Linked DNA regions of Sus scrofa: region 2 is linked to region 1. A link is a contact called in public Hi-C data. All regions are on one chromosome and are shown on one strand. Each heading gives the region's core, a stretch centred on a gene start, on an enhancer-like site or on the middle of the called end of the contact. The rest is flanking DNA. Distances are from core to core; before and after follow the strand shown. Region 1 has its middle 13 kb from the start of IGHMBP2. Region 2 holds the start of CPT1A (carnitine palmitoyltransferase 1A (liver)).

What was found. A called contact is a pair of places that touch in the nucleus more often than the background predicts.
Region 2: a Hi-C map of liver shows a contact between it and region 1, with 6 times the contacts expected there. The contact joins the promoter of CPT1A here to the enhancer-like site in region 1. A contact is called at or near these places in 1 of 5 promoter capture datasets (liver), 9 of 47 Hi-C or Micro-C datasets (alveolar macrophages, embryonic fibroblasts, epiblast stem cells and 4 more) and 1 of 2 datasets of contacts at active chromatin or transcription factors (skeletal muscle).

What each region holds. Positions count from the first base shown.
Region 1 is chr2:4,205,111-4,210,968 of Sscrofa11.1, reverse strand. No RefSeq gene overlaps it. Among named protein-coding and RNA genes, the nearest start is that of IGHMBP2, 13 kb to the right of the region's middle. Within about 2 kb of position 2,513, at least 30 of the 83 cell types and tissues checked have an H3K27ac peak or open chromatin away from gene starts, as enhancers often do. A contact at or near this core is called in epiblast stem cells, liver, retroperitoneal adipose tissue and 1 more, where this site is marked.
Region 2 is chr2:4,247,908-4,253,765 of Sscrofa11.1, reverse strand. It overlaps CPT1A (carnitine palmitoyltransferase 1A (liver)), which reads right to left and starts at 3,124. Exons shown (of 20, transcript NM_001129805.1): 1 at 2,970-3,124; 2 at 1,746-1,885. The coding sequence starts at 3,110.

The DNA.
Region 1 (5,858 bases), core at 1,264-3,763:
CCTCTTTATGCTTCAATAATAATAATAATAATAATAATAATAAAACCTGCCCTTTAAAGCAGGATGCTTGAGTTCCCTTGTGGTGCAGTGGATTAAGTTTCAGGCGTTGTCACCGTTATGGCGCAGACCACATGCATCCACATGCCGGGAGCGTGGCCTAAATAAACAAACAAATAAATAAATAAATAAAAGAGAGGGATACAGCTCCTGCAGGCCAGGAGCAGAAAGAGATGTCTGTAAGGCGATCGCCTGGCAGGTAGGTTGAGGTGACAGAGTACCATGGCGGCCGGGGGAGGGGTCTCTGCATCCTTCTGGACGCTGAGGCTAATGGCTGATGCCAAGTCCCCACCAAGCAAGGGCTGCCCTGTTCCCATTTGGCGGAGGAGCCTGCGGCTCGTAAAGATGAAATGGTTTGCCCATCGGAGCTGGGCCTCTGAGGCAGCTCGGTTGACCTGGGCAGCTGAAAGGACCCCGTGAAGAAACGCTGGGCAGCCCTGGCATGTGCGCACGGCCACTTCTCATTCGTGCCATTCATAGGTAACATTAAACGTGATAGTGGGGAGGGGGAGGGGCAGGAAGAACAGGTGGTTTTGTGTTGTGGAAGTTCCTAGACCAGGGATCAAACCTGAGCCATAGCAGTGGCAACGCCTTAAACTTCTGTGCCACCAGGGAGCTCCCTCTCAGTTTTCTGTTTCTTTCCTTTCTTTCTTTCCCTCTTTCTTTCTTTCCTTCCTTCTTTCTTTTTTATTCTTTTTTTTGCTTTTTAGGGCCACACCTTTGGCATATGGAGGTTCTGAGGCCAGGGGCTGAATTGGAGCTACAGCTGCCAGCCTACACCACAGCCACAGCAAAGTGGGGTCATAGCCGCATCTGCAACCTACACCACAGCTCATGGCAATGCTAGATCCTTAACCCACTGATCGAGGCCAGGGATTGAACCTGCGTCCTCATGGATTCTAGTTGGGTTCATTTCTGCTGCACCACAACGGGAACTCCCTCCTTTTTCTCTTTACAGCTGCACCTGTGGCATACAGACATTCCGGGCTAGGGGTTGAATTGGAGCTGCAATTGCTGGCCTACACCACAGCCACGGTAACACTAGATCCAAGCTGCAGCTTGTGGTAATGCTGGACCCTTAATCTGTTAGATCAGAACGGGGCGGGGGGGGGGGCTGGGGTTTGGCAGTGGTGGTTTTTTTTTGGGGGGGGCTATACCTGCAGCATGTGGAAGTTCCCAGGCCAGGGATCGAACCTGTACTGCAGCTGTGACCTATGCCACAGTTGTGGCAACACCAGATCCTTAACCCACTGCGCCACAGTGGAACTCCAATGATTTTAAAAGCTCCTGTGTGTACACTGGCTTCTCTGCCTGAGCACCCCGGAAAACTGTACCTTCCAGCACCCTGTTTGCTCTAGGCTCCTTAGAGACGTCGCCCAACCCTTCCGGGTTTTCCGTGAGTGAGAAATAAAACCTTCCTGTGTGAAGCCCCTGCAGAGAAAGGGTTTATCTGTTCTGGTTGCATTGCAGAGTCTGTCCCACGAAGATACCAGATGATTCTGAAGTGCAGCCAGCGCTGAGACTTGCTATCACTCCTCTGCAGTTTAGTCTTCAGCGCCCCGAGGCCAGAGCACCGGCAAACATCACTGTCATCAAAGCCTGGCCTGCCTGGGCCTCCCAGGCCAGGCGCATCTCTGCCCTTGGGGCTGCATCGTTCGTACCCCTTGCATGGTTTCCTCTTTGGCCTGCTGGCTCCAGACAGCCCTCACACAAAGCAATTCTATTATTTTATTTTCTTTATTTTTTTGGTCCTGCCCGCGGCATGCGGAAGTTACCACATCAGGGACCGAACCCACATCCCAGCAGTAAAAGCACCAGGTCCTTAACCACTAGGCCACCAGGGAACTCTTTGTTTTATTTATTTATTTAGTGGGGGTTACTTTAAGAGTCTCATGCTCTGCAACTGAGCTAGCCTGGCGACTGGCGGGTGCGGGGGTGGGTGGGTGGGATTTTTTTTTTTTTGGTCATTTTAGGGCCGCATCTGCAGCATATGGAAGTTCCCAGGCTAGGGGTCAAATCAGAGCCACAGCCACGTGGGATCAGAGTCTCATCTTCAATGTCCAGGGAGCAAACCTGAACCCTCATGGAGACTCGTCAGGTTCATTACTTGCTGCGCCACCCTAGGAAGTGATCTTCGGCCCTTGAGACCATTCCAGGACAGCCAGCCCTGGACTGGGGGAGGGCGGGACCCCGTCTGGCAATTCTGTTCCGCAGCCGGAGTTCTGTGCTGGGGCGGGGCGGGGCAGGGAACGCTGTGTTCCTGGAGGAAAGGGAGCAGAAAAGCAGCCGGCGTCCCGGGGGAGCTCTGGTGGCCTGGCCTCTGCGCCCCGCCCGCCTCTGCGGCGCTGCTGGCAGTGGGTGAAAGGGCACCGGGCCGCCAGGTGTGGCTCCTATCTCCCAGGGCCTGTCCCTGCAGGTTGGCGCCCTGACTCATCGTCGGAAGTGGCCCCAGGAGTCTGAGCCCCGGGGGGTGTGGCGATGCTGGGAGGAAGCCACCGCTGGGACAGCAGGAACCTGAGCAGCTTCCCCTCCCCCCCGCCGCCTCCCCACCGCATTATGATTTACATGTTGGAGGCTTCTAGAATTCTCTAACTCTGTCTTCCTCGTCCCGCCTGGAGCAGGGACTCCTCTCTTCCCCACATGCCTGCCGCCTCCGGCGGGGCCCCAGACCCACACACAGAGGAGCCACTTCAGCCCGCAGCGGGGCCCCGCGCCCGGTCAGCAGCATCGTGGGGCCGGGGTTCTGACACCTGCATCCCTGCCGAGGGCCAGGTGGGGTAGTGGACGCCCCGTGGACATTAGTGAATAAAGCAGATAGGTCCCTGCCTGGAGCTGGGGGCTAGTGGGGGAGGGAGGCGGGGAGAATCCGGGGACAGAGAAAGAGATGGGCTGACACCTGGAAGAAGATAGTGACCTGGGGAGGGACCCTCTGAGACGGACGGCCCCGCAGCCCCTTCTGAGCTAGTGACACGTCCCATTGGCAGCCAGGTACCTGGCTAGTGATGGAGGCCACGTCTGACCAAAGCCCTCGAGCCTGCTCCTGGGCCGTCCTGTGTCCCATCTTCCCCTCGCACTCGTGCCTTATGTGTGTCACCCCTACTCTCTCTCTGTCGGAGCTGGGACCCACTGGGAGGTTAAAGGGAACAGCAGCCTTGGGCCTCGGGCCACACCCTGAGAGGGTGAGCCCGGCGGTCCAGCAGAGCAAACTGGCTGGGTGGAGGGCAGAGCTCGGGCTGGGTGAGGCCAAGGTGGTGCCGGCAGGTGGGTGGCTGTGGTCACGGGGGCGGGGGGGGGATGGGTGGCTGGGTTAGTAACAGGGCGAGGGTGGGGTGAGGCGAGCAGGTGCCTGGAGGCCAGGGTGAAGCCCACACGGATGGCAGAGCAGCACAGCCTTCCGGTGAAAAAGGGAACAGAGAAAGCCCGCCTGGGTGATCCCAGCCGGCACTGGGCTGAGGCCGGAGCCTCCCGCCAACCCGAGGTGACCCAAAGTGTCCAGCCACCCGCCGAGAACAGCTGGGAGGGAGAAGAGTCATCAGAGACAACCACGGGGATCCAAGTTTTGCTCACTTTTTTTTTTCCCCAGTCAAGTGATGTGACATTAACCTGATGGTTTTTTTCACTGTTTAAAAAAAATTGCAGTAAAAATATAACATCCATTTACCAACTTGACCACTTTTAACGGACAATTCGGTGGCATTAATGACAGGCATCTTGTTGTGTAACTATCACACTATGTACTTCTGACCCATCTCTGCACGGACAAATTATTTCTGCTTTTGGCTAATTTTTTTTTTGGCTGCACCTGTGGTCTCTGGAGGTTTCTAGGCCAGGGATCAAACCTGCTCCAGGGTTGCGACGTCACCTACACCACAGCTGCAACAAGGCTGGATACTTAACCCACTGCCCTCATGATCACTTCCGAATGTTTTTTTTTTGTTCGTTTGTTTTTTGCTTTTTAGGCCACACCCGCAGCATATGGAGGGTCCCAGGCTAGGGGTCGAATTGGAGCTGCAGCTGCCAGCCTACGCCACAGCCACATCAGATCCAAGCGGTGTCTGCAACCTACACCACAGCTTGCAGCAACGCTGCTGCTCACAGCAACGCCAGATCCTTAACCCGCTGAGGCCAGGGATCGAACCGGCAGCCTCATGGTTCCTAGTGAGATTCATTTCCACTGTGCCACGACGCTAAGGCCTCCTGTCTTGACCTTTATAACCTGCATGTGGAAGGACCACAGGAGGGGTGCTGAGTTGGCGGAGAGAACCTGGAGAGCCAGGCCTGCGAGGAGAGCACTCCGCTAGGGATCCCGGTCCCCAAGTCCCTGCAGCACTAACAGGCCCAATCCAGGATCACCTCATCCAGCGGGACTGCTGCCCCCTGCTGGACACAGAGGGCACTGCAGGGGAGGGAGCGGGGCGGGCATCCCCCAAGTGGACCAGGTACCTGAGGGGGGAGGGGGAGACTGGGGAGGCCTTGGGGCACAAGGACGACCCCCTTCCTCTGGGGACTCTGGAAGGAATCTTGCAGAAGAAAGTGGCAACTACGGTTTGATAAAAGGTTTTATTGTTACTTGAAAGCAATTCTCTTGCAGGAAGCCTGGCCTCTGTGACTGACACAGAACCAGAGGCCTGGGGCCCCTGAGAGCGCCCCCCAACCCCAAGCCCGTCCATCTGCCCTCCACCCCTGCCACTGTGTCACGACCCCTCCCTTCTGACACAGGCTAGCTGCCCGCCTGATGCACCCCAAACAGACCTGGGCGGCCCCCAACCCTCCGGGACAGGCCGCCGGCTTCAAGATCAAGACGGAAACTCCTCCGGTCCCTCTGCTCTGACCCTTCGCATGCAGTTCCCAGAGCTGCTGTGCTGCCCACAGTCACAGCGTCGCCCACACGCGCTGCGACAAGGGGCAAAAGGACACGAGCAGGGACTCTGCGCCCAGACCCACGATCTGAAACCCGGCTGCTTAGAAAAGCTAACGGCTAGAAGCAGGTGACTGGGTTGCCCAAGCGATGGAATTCAGGTTGTCTCTCTTGGCGTCGACGGCTCGGGTCTGTAGCCCGCGGCGCTGGGGGAGAGGGCGGCCAGAAGCAGTGGCCTCTTACACAAGCGCGGGGCTCCAGCCCTGGGAGGCCGTGCCTGTGATTCTTCCTGAATTCCTCCTGCTCCCCGAGAATAAGCTCAGTCACGGCGCCCGATTTGCAGCAGTCCACGATGGGACCGAGCTTTTTATATCAGAGTGTCTATATTGGAACACAGAAACCGGGTCTCCTGGAAAACGAGTTTATTTTCACTTCTCCGTAAACATCAGCTGGATGATCAGCACAAACACGGAGCGATCTCGATGGAGTTTATCCTGAGGACGGTCTGTGGGTTCACGGTGACTGCAAGAGCACACGGCCCGGCGTGAACCCAGATGCTGTCAGTGGGTCACGGCGAGACCCTGTCCCCGCCCCTCTCTCCGAGATGGCTCTGCCTCCAGCGACCCTCCCGGGAGGCACCAGCCCCTGTGACGTCCCGCCCGCCTCCCGGCCCATCCTGGTCTCACACGCTTCCTGCCCCATCTCCGCTCTTTAGGCACCTTCCACAGATGCTGGCCCCCTGGCCCCCGACCCATGGAGCGTCACAGTGAGGTGAGCTCCGAGGAGCTTCCCGAGGGAACGGGACACAGTGCCCACCATGCTTCCTCTAGAAAGGGGCCTTCATGCGGGCGTGTGTGACACGGGCGCGCGGCTTTGTAAAGCGGCCTCGCCCTCGCCTAACCTCGGGTGTGCCACTCCCCGCCTGCTGGCCCATCTGCCACTG
Region 2 (5,858 bases), core at 1,875-4,374, 42 kb before region 1:
CTTATAAAGACCAGATTATAAAGAGCTTTAAATAGCCAATGTTTCTAAATATAATCCAGCCTTAGGAAGACAGCCCACACTTGAGAGTAAGGTGAAAGTCTGAAAGCAGGAATGCAGCGGTGACCTGCCTGCTGAGGGGCAGACCTGCAGCTCCTGGAAACAAAGGGAGAAGAGCAACAGGGTCCCTGCCCGGCTCCCCCAGCCCCAAGGCAGACTTGGAGCCTGGCAGGCATCCAATCCATGCATGCGTCCAGTACAGGCACTTGTATCCTGGGCCTTGCAGACGCTTATAAAGGCATGAGCCAGCATCCCCAGGCAGCTTGAGGCTGCAAGCGACTCAGCTGGACTCAGTGACTCTGGGCATCACAGGGCTTTGTGAATAAGGAGCAGCCTTCAGGACGAAGGGGCCCCCACTCAAAACAACGGAAGAAAGAGTACCCGCCAAGGTGCAGTGGGTGGAGAATCTGACTGCAGTGGCTCAGGGTCCCTGCAGAGGTACGGGTTCAATCCCCAGCCCAGCACAGTGGGTTAAAATATCCAGCATTACAGCTGCAGCACAGTTGCAACTGTGGCTCAGGTCTGATGCCTGGCCCGCTAACTCCATATGCCATGGGGCAGCCAAAAGAAGAAAACAAAAACAGGAGCTCCCGTTGTGGCACAGCGGAGACAATCTGACTAGTATCTGTGAGGACGCAGGTTCGATCCCTGGCCTCACTCAGTGGGTCAGGGATCAGGTGTTGCCGTGAGCTGTGGCATAGGTCACAGACATGCTCAGATCTGGCGTTGCTGCGGCTGTGGCGGAGGCCAGCGGCTGCAGCTCCAATTCGACCCCTAGCCTTGTAACTTCCATATGCTGTGGGTGTGACCCTAAAAAGCAAAACAAAAACAAAAACAAAATAAAAACAGAGAAGAAGATTCAGACCTTTCAGTTAAAACCACTTAATCGTTTCTTTGGCATGATCAGAAATTCAGCCCTGAGCTGTGAGTTTTGGCTCTTTTGGGTTTTTGGTTTTGGGGGCTGCTCCCGTGGCACGTAGAGGTTCCCAGGCCAGGGATCAAACCTGAGCCATAACACTGACCCAAGCCAGAGGAGCGACAATGCCGAGTCCTTCACCGCTAGGCCACCAGGGAACTCCAGAAATTCCCGTTTTGAAGGTCCAGCAGACAGGCTCTGTGGCCTGTCACTACGGGCCTCCACCTCGGGGCCAGACATGTCATGGTGGGTACCCCAAACCACAGCTGCTCTTCTTTTTTTTTTTTTTTTGTCTTTTGTCTTTTTGTCTGTTGTTGTTGCTATTTCTTGGGCCGCTGCCGCGGCATATGGAGGTTCCCAGGCTAGGGGTTGAATCGGAGCTGTAGCCACCAGCCTACGCCAGAGCCACAGCAACGCAGGATCCGAGCCGCATCTGCAACCTACACCACAGCTCACGGCAACGCCGGATCCTTAACCCACTGAGCAAGGCAGGGACCGAACCCGCAACCTCATGGTTCCTAGTCGGACTAGTTAACCACTGTGCCACGACGGGAACTCCGACAGCTGCTCTTCTTACCCCTTAGTCATCAGAGAGAGGGCCGCCAGGGACCACAAACTCCCCAGGACACGGGGAGAAAACGGACAAGAAAAACAGCAGGAAAAGCCTCACATGGAATGCAGAACAGCAACAGTTACGTTTGAAAAGACCCCAAAAAACAGCAGTACCTCGGCAGCCCCCCCCCCGCCCCCGAGATCTGAAAGGATTCCTTACGTGGCGTCGAGGGTCCGGTTGATCTTGGCGATTACCCCCAGCGAGGGGTCGATCTTGGCGTACATTGTCGACATGACGCCCACGACCACGATGAGCCAACTGGAAGGACTGGCCGGGAACACGCCGGTGATGATGCCATTCTACCGACAGACACGGGGCGCGTGAGCGACAGCCCTCCCGGGGGTGGGGGCCGGGAGCTGTCGGGGGCGGGGGGCTGGTTTACGCAGGTGGGCAATGACCACGCGGTCGCTGCTGGAAACCCTCCCCCGAGCCTCCAGCCCCCAGGCCTTCCACCTTCGGCTCCTTTCCTTCCTCTGCTTCGTGTGCATCTAAACCCTCCTTAGAGCCGCCTCCCCGGAGAGCGACCACCCCAGGACCGCTACCACCTCCCCGGAGAGCGACCGCCCCAGGTTGGTTTAACACACAATGTAACACACAAGTCCTGGGGCTCCATCCAGGCTGACTCAGGACACTGGCCACCCAGACAACCCTCAGGTCCCTCCCGCAACCTGCTACGCCCAGGGTGCCCCAAGACCTCCCCCTGCCCAGAGCCAAGCCCCCTTAGACTCCTGAACCAGACACCACCTAACCCTGAGGCATTTAAGGGAGATCGCCCCCCACGTGGGGAATTCACCCGAAGAAGCTGCAGCCAAAGCCCCGCCTGGAGTCGGGGGTGGGGGAGTGGGGTATGACACAAAATGGGCAAAATGCTGAGAGTCGCTGCTTCCAAAACAAATTTAAAAAATAAAGTTCTTGGCGTTCCTTCTGTGGCATAGCAAGTTAAGGATCCGGTGTTGCCACCGGTGTGGCAGAGGTCACAGCTCTGGCTCGAATTCAGTCCCTGGCCCAGAAACTTCCTTATGCCGAGGGTGCAGCTGAAAAAGGAAAAAAAAAGCAAAAACCCTTACTGAAGCCATCTTAGTAAGAGATTGATTTGACTGAAACAATGGATTAAAAACCTCTCAAAGCGTTATCGAATTCTCTCTGGAGAGACTTGTGACCCTAAGTCAGATGCTTAATCAACTCAGGCCACCAAAGAACTCCTTAAACAATTCTTTTTCTTCTTTTTCTTCTCTTGCCTTTTTAGGGCTGCACCCATGCCATATGGAGGTTCCCAGACTAGGGTTGAATCGGAGCTACAGCTGCCGGCCTGCACCACAGCTCACGGCAACGCCAGATCCTTAACCCACTGAGCAAAGCCAGGGATCGAACCCGCAACCTCACCTTGAATCTGATGAACTTCTTCTTCCAGGAATGAAGTCCAGACAGATAGATCTGCCTGAGGGCCTCATGGCTCATTCGAAGGTCGATCCCATCCGGAGTGACCGTGAACTGAAAGGCCACGGCTTGGTGAGCCTCTGCCATGGTGAGCAGTAGCCTGGAGAGACGAGGGGAGAAATGACTATTTACTGGGGCTTAGAAAAGCCCTTACTTGTATAGACACGAAAGCCGTTCTGAATTTAAGCGCTTCCTCCCATTTGATAGATTGATTTTTCATCATCCGTCCAATTCTGTGATGGCCCCTCCTCCGCCTGTCCAGAGGGACACAGACAATCGCCGCCTCTGCTTGGAGGCCCTGGGGGACAGCGGGGTCCGGAAGTGGAACATCCCCCCCACCCCCCCACCCCCTGCCTCACTCCCCACTCCCACCCCAGCCCTAGCCTTCCCACTGATCTCTGCCCCCCTGCCTCCTGGGGGCAGCTGCCCGGGCCACACCCAGCTGCCACACCGAAGCTGGTGGCTGTTTAGCAACTTGTACTGCAAATAATCCCATTCCTGCTGGCCAGCCAGCCTGGAGGCTGGCACAGAAAGTCCACAAACAGTCCCCAGGGGACCTGATCCCTTATCTCCAGGTGCAAACACAGACGGACACAGAATGCCTTGGCCTCACGCGTGTGGTTGCTGCTCAGAGAAACTGCTTTAGGCTGCACAGGAAAACCAGATGCCCAGAACCCTTGGGGGGAGGGAGGGGACAGGACAGGCCCCGCCTTCCTCCCCTGAGACTGCTGGAATCAAAATGATGTCAACAGCCCGAGGGGCCAAGGACCACCTCCCTAGGGGCAGGCCTGGCCCCTCTGTTAAAGCTCCTTTCATTTCCCCATTGGGCATCTTCTGAGTCCATCTTCCCACCTGGCAGGATCCTGACGCACCTGTTCCCTCGGTCCTTCCCAACTGGCCCTCGCCACCACCAGCTCCTGAACTCTGTGCCGAGCACGTGTGGATAAAAAAGGAGCTAAAAAAGCCATAATGGGGAACCACAAAAAAACACCCAAAATTGTAAGTGTGTATCTGCCTCACCCTCTAGTTCTCCTTTTCTCCCGACTTAAGAAGCCCCCCGTGCGCAGGTGCCGGACCATCCAAATCAAGGAGAAGGGGTTTCAGAGCCACCCGGGCACAAACGTCAAACTTAGTTTTCACCACTACTCAGGACAAACAATTCCAACTTTCAATCATTCGCCTGTTCGACGAGAATGTGTCGACCGCCCTGGAGGTACAGGACAGGGGCACGGACAGGGGACACTGGCACTGCCCTCCCACAGCTGGGGGGCGGGGCAGGGCGAAAGAAGAGGGGGTGACAGAGGGGACCTCCCAGGTGACAGGATCAACCAGGAGATGTCCAGAAGGAGAAGCCAGAGGGAACAACGTTCAGGCCCGGAGGCAGAGCTGTGAAAGGACTGGAGTGCGGTCAGGGTGGCAGCTAAGGTGGAAGGCAGGGCGGCTGGGCTCAGGGTCGGGGAGGGAGGGTGCCTGGGCTCAGGGTCGGGGAGGGAGGGTGCCTGGGCTCAGGGTGGGGGAGGGAGGGTGCATGGGCTCAGGGTGGGAGAGGGAGGGTGCCTGGGCTCAGGGTCGGGGAGGGAGGGTGCATGGGCTCAGGGTGGGGGAAGGAGGGTGCATGGGCTCAGGGTGGGAGAGGGAGGGTGCCTGGGCTCAGGGTGGGGAAGGCAGGGTGCCTGGGCTTAGGGTGGGGGAGGCGGGGCAGCTGCACTCAGGATGGGGGCTAACTTCCCAGAAGGGGGCCCCAAGGCAGCCAAGTTCCTTGCCAAGGACAGTGGACAGCATCCAAAGGCCCTAAGTCAGGAGATCAGTTCCTATGTCTATTCTGAAGTCCGCTCAGGGAATTCCCTTTGTGGTGCAGCAGACGAATCCAACTAGGATCCATGAGGATGCGGGTTTGATCCCTGGCCTCACTCAGTGGGTTAAGGATCCAGTGTTGCTGTGGCTGTGGTACAGGCCAGCACCTGCAGCTCTGATTGGACCCCTAGCTGGGAACTTCCATATGCTTCAGGAGCAGTCCTAAAAAAGACAAAATAAATAAATAGACAGATAGATAGTAAGGTTCCTCGAGGAACAGCCGGGTCGAGAATCTGTGTCGCTGCAGCTGTGGCATAAGTTCGATCCCTGGTCTGGGAACTTCCACATGGCACCGGTGCAGCCAAAAAAAAAAAAAAAAAAAAAAAAAGAGTGTTCAATGCTTTTAGCTGTCATATAATATTGTAGATATTTCTAAAAGAGCTCCTGTCTTGATTTTCCCGTCGTGGCACAGTGGTTAATGGATCCAACTAGGAACCACGAGGTTTCGGGTTCAGTCCCTGGCCTTGCTCAGTGGGTTAAGGATCCGGCGTTGCCGTGAGCTGGGGTGTAGGCTGCAGATGCAGCTTGGATCCCTCGTTGCTGTGGCTCTGGCCTAGGCCGGTGGCTACAGCTCCGATTGGACCCCTAACCTGGGAACCTCCATATGCCGCGGGAGCGGCCCTTGAAAAAGCAAAAAGACAAAATAAATAAATAAAATAAAAATAAAAGAGCTCCTGTCTTTTGGTGATACACACTGAAATATCCACCAATACACTCATCTTTTAGCCTGTCTCCTATTTGCTTCAAAATCCTTGGGGGTCGGGGGAGGATAGACAGAGAAAGTTGCAGTGGCCAAATGGAAAGTCTTTATTATTTTGGCTTTTTAAGGCCGCACCTGCAGCATATAGAGGATACAGAGGTTCCCAGGGTAGGGGTCCCACTGGAGCTTCAGCTGCGGCCTACGCCACAGCCATAGCAACACAGGATCCAAGCTGAGTCTGTGACCTACCCCACAGCTCAGGGCAACACCAGATCCTTAAC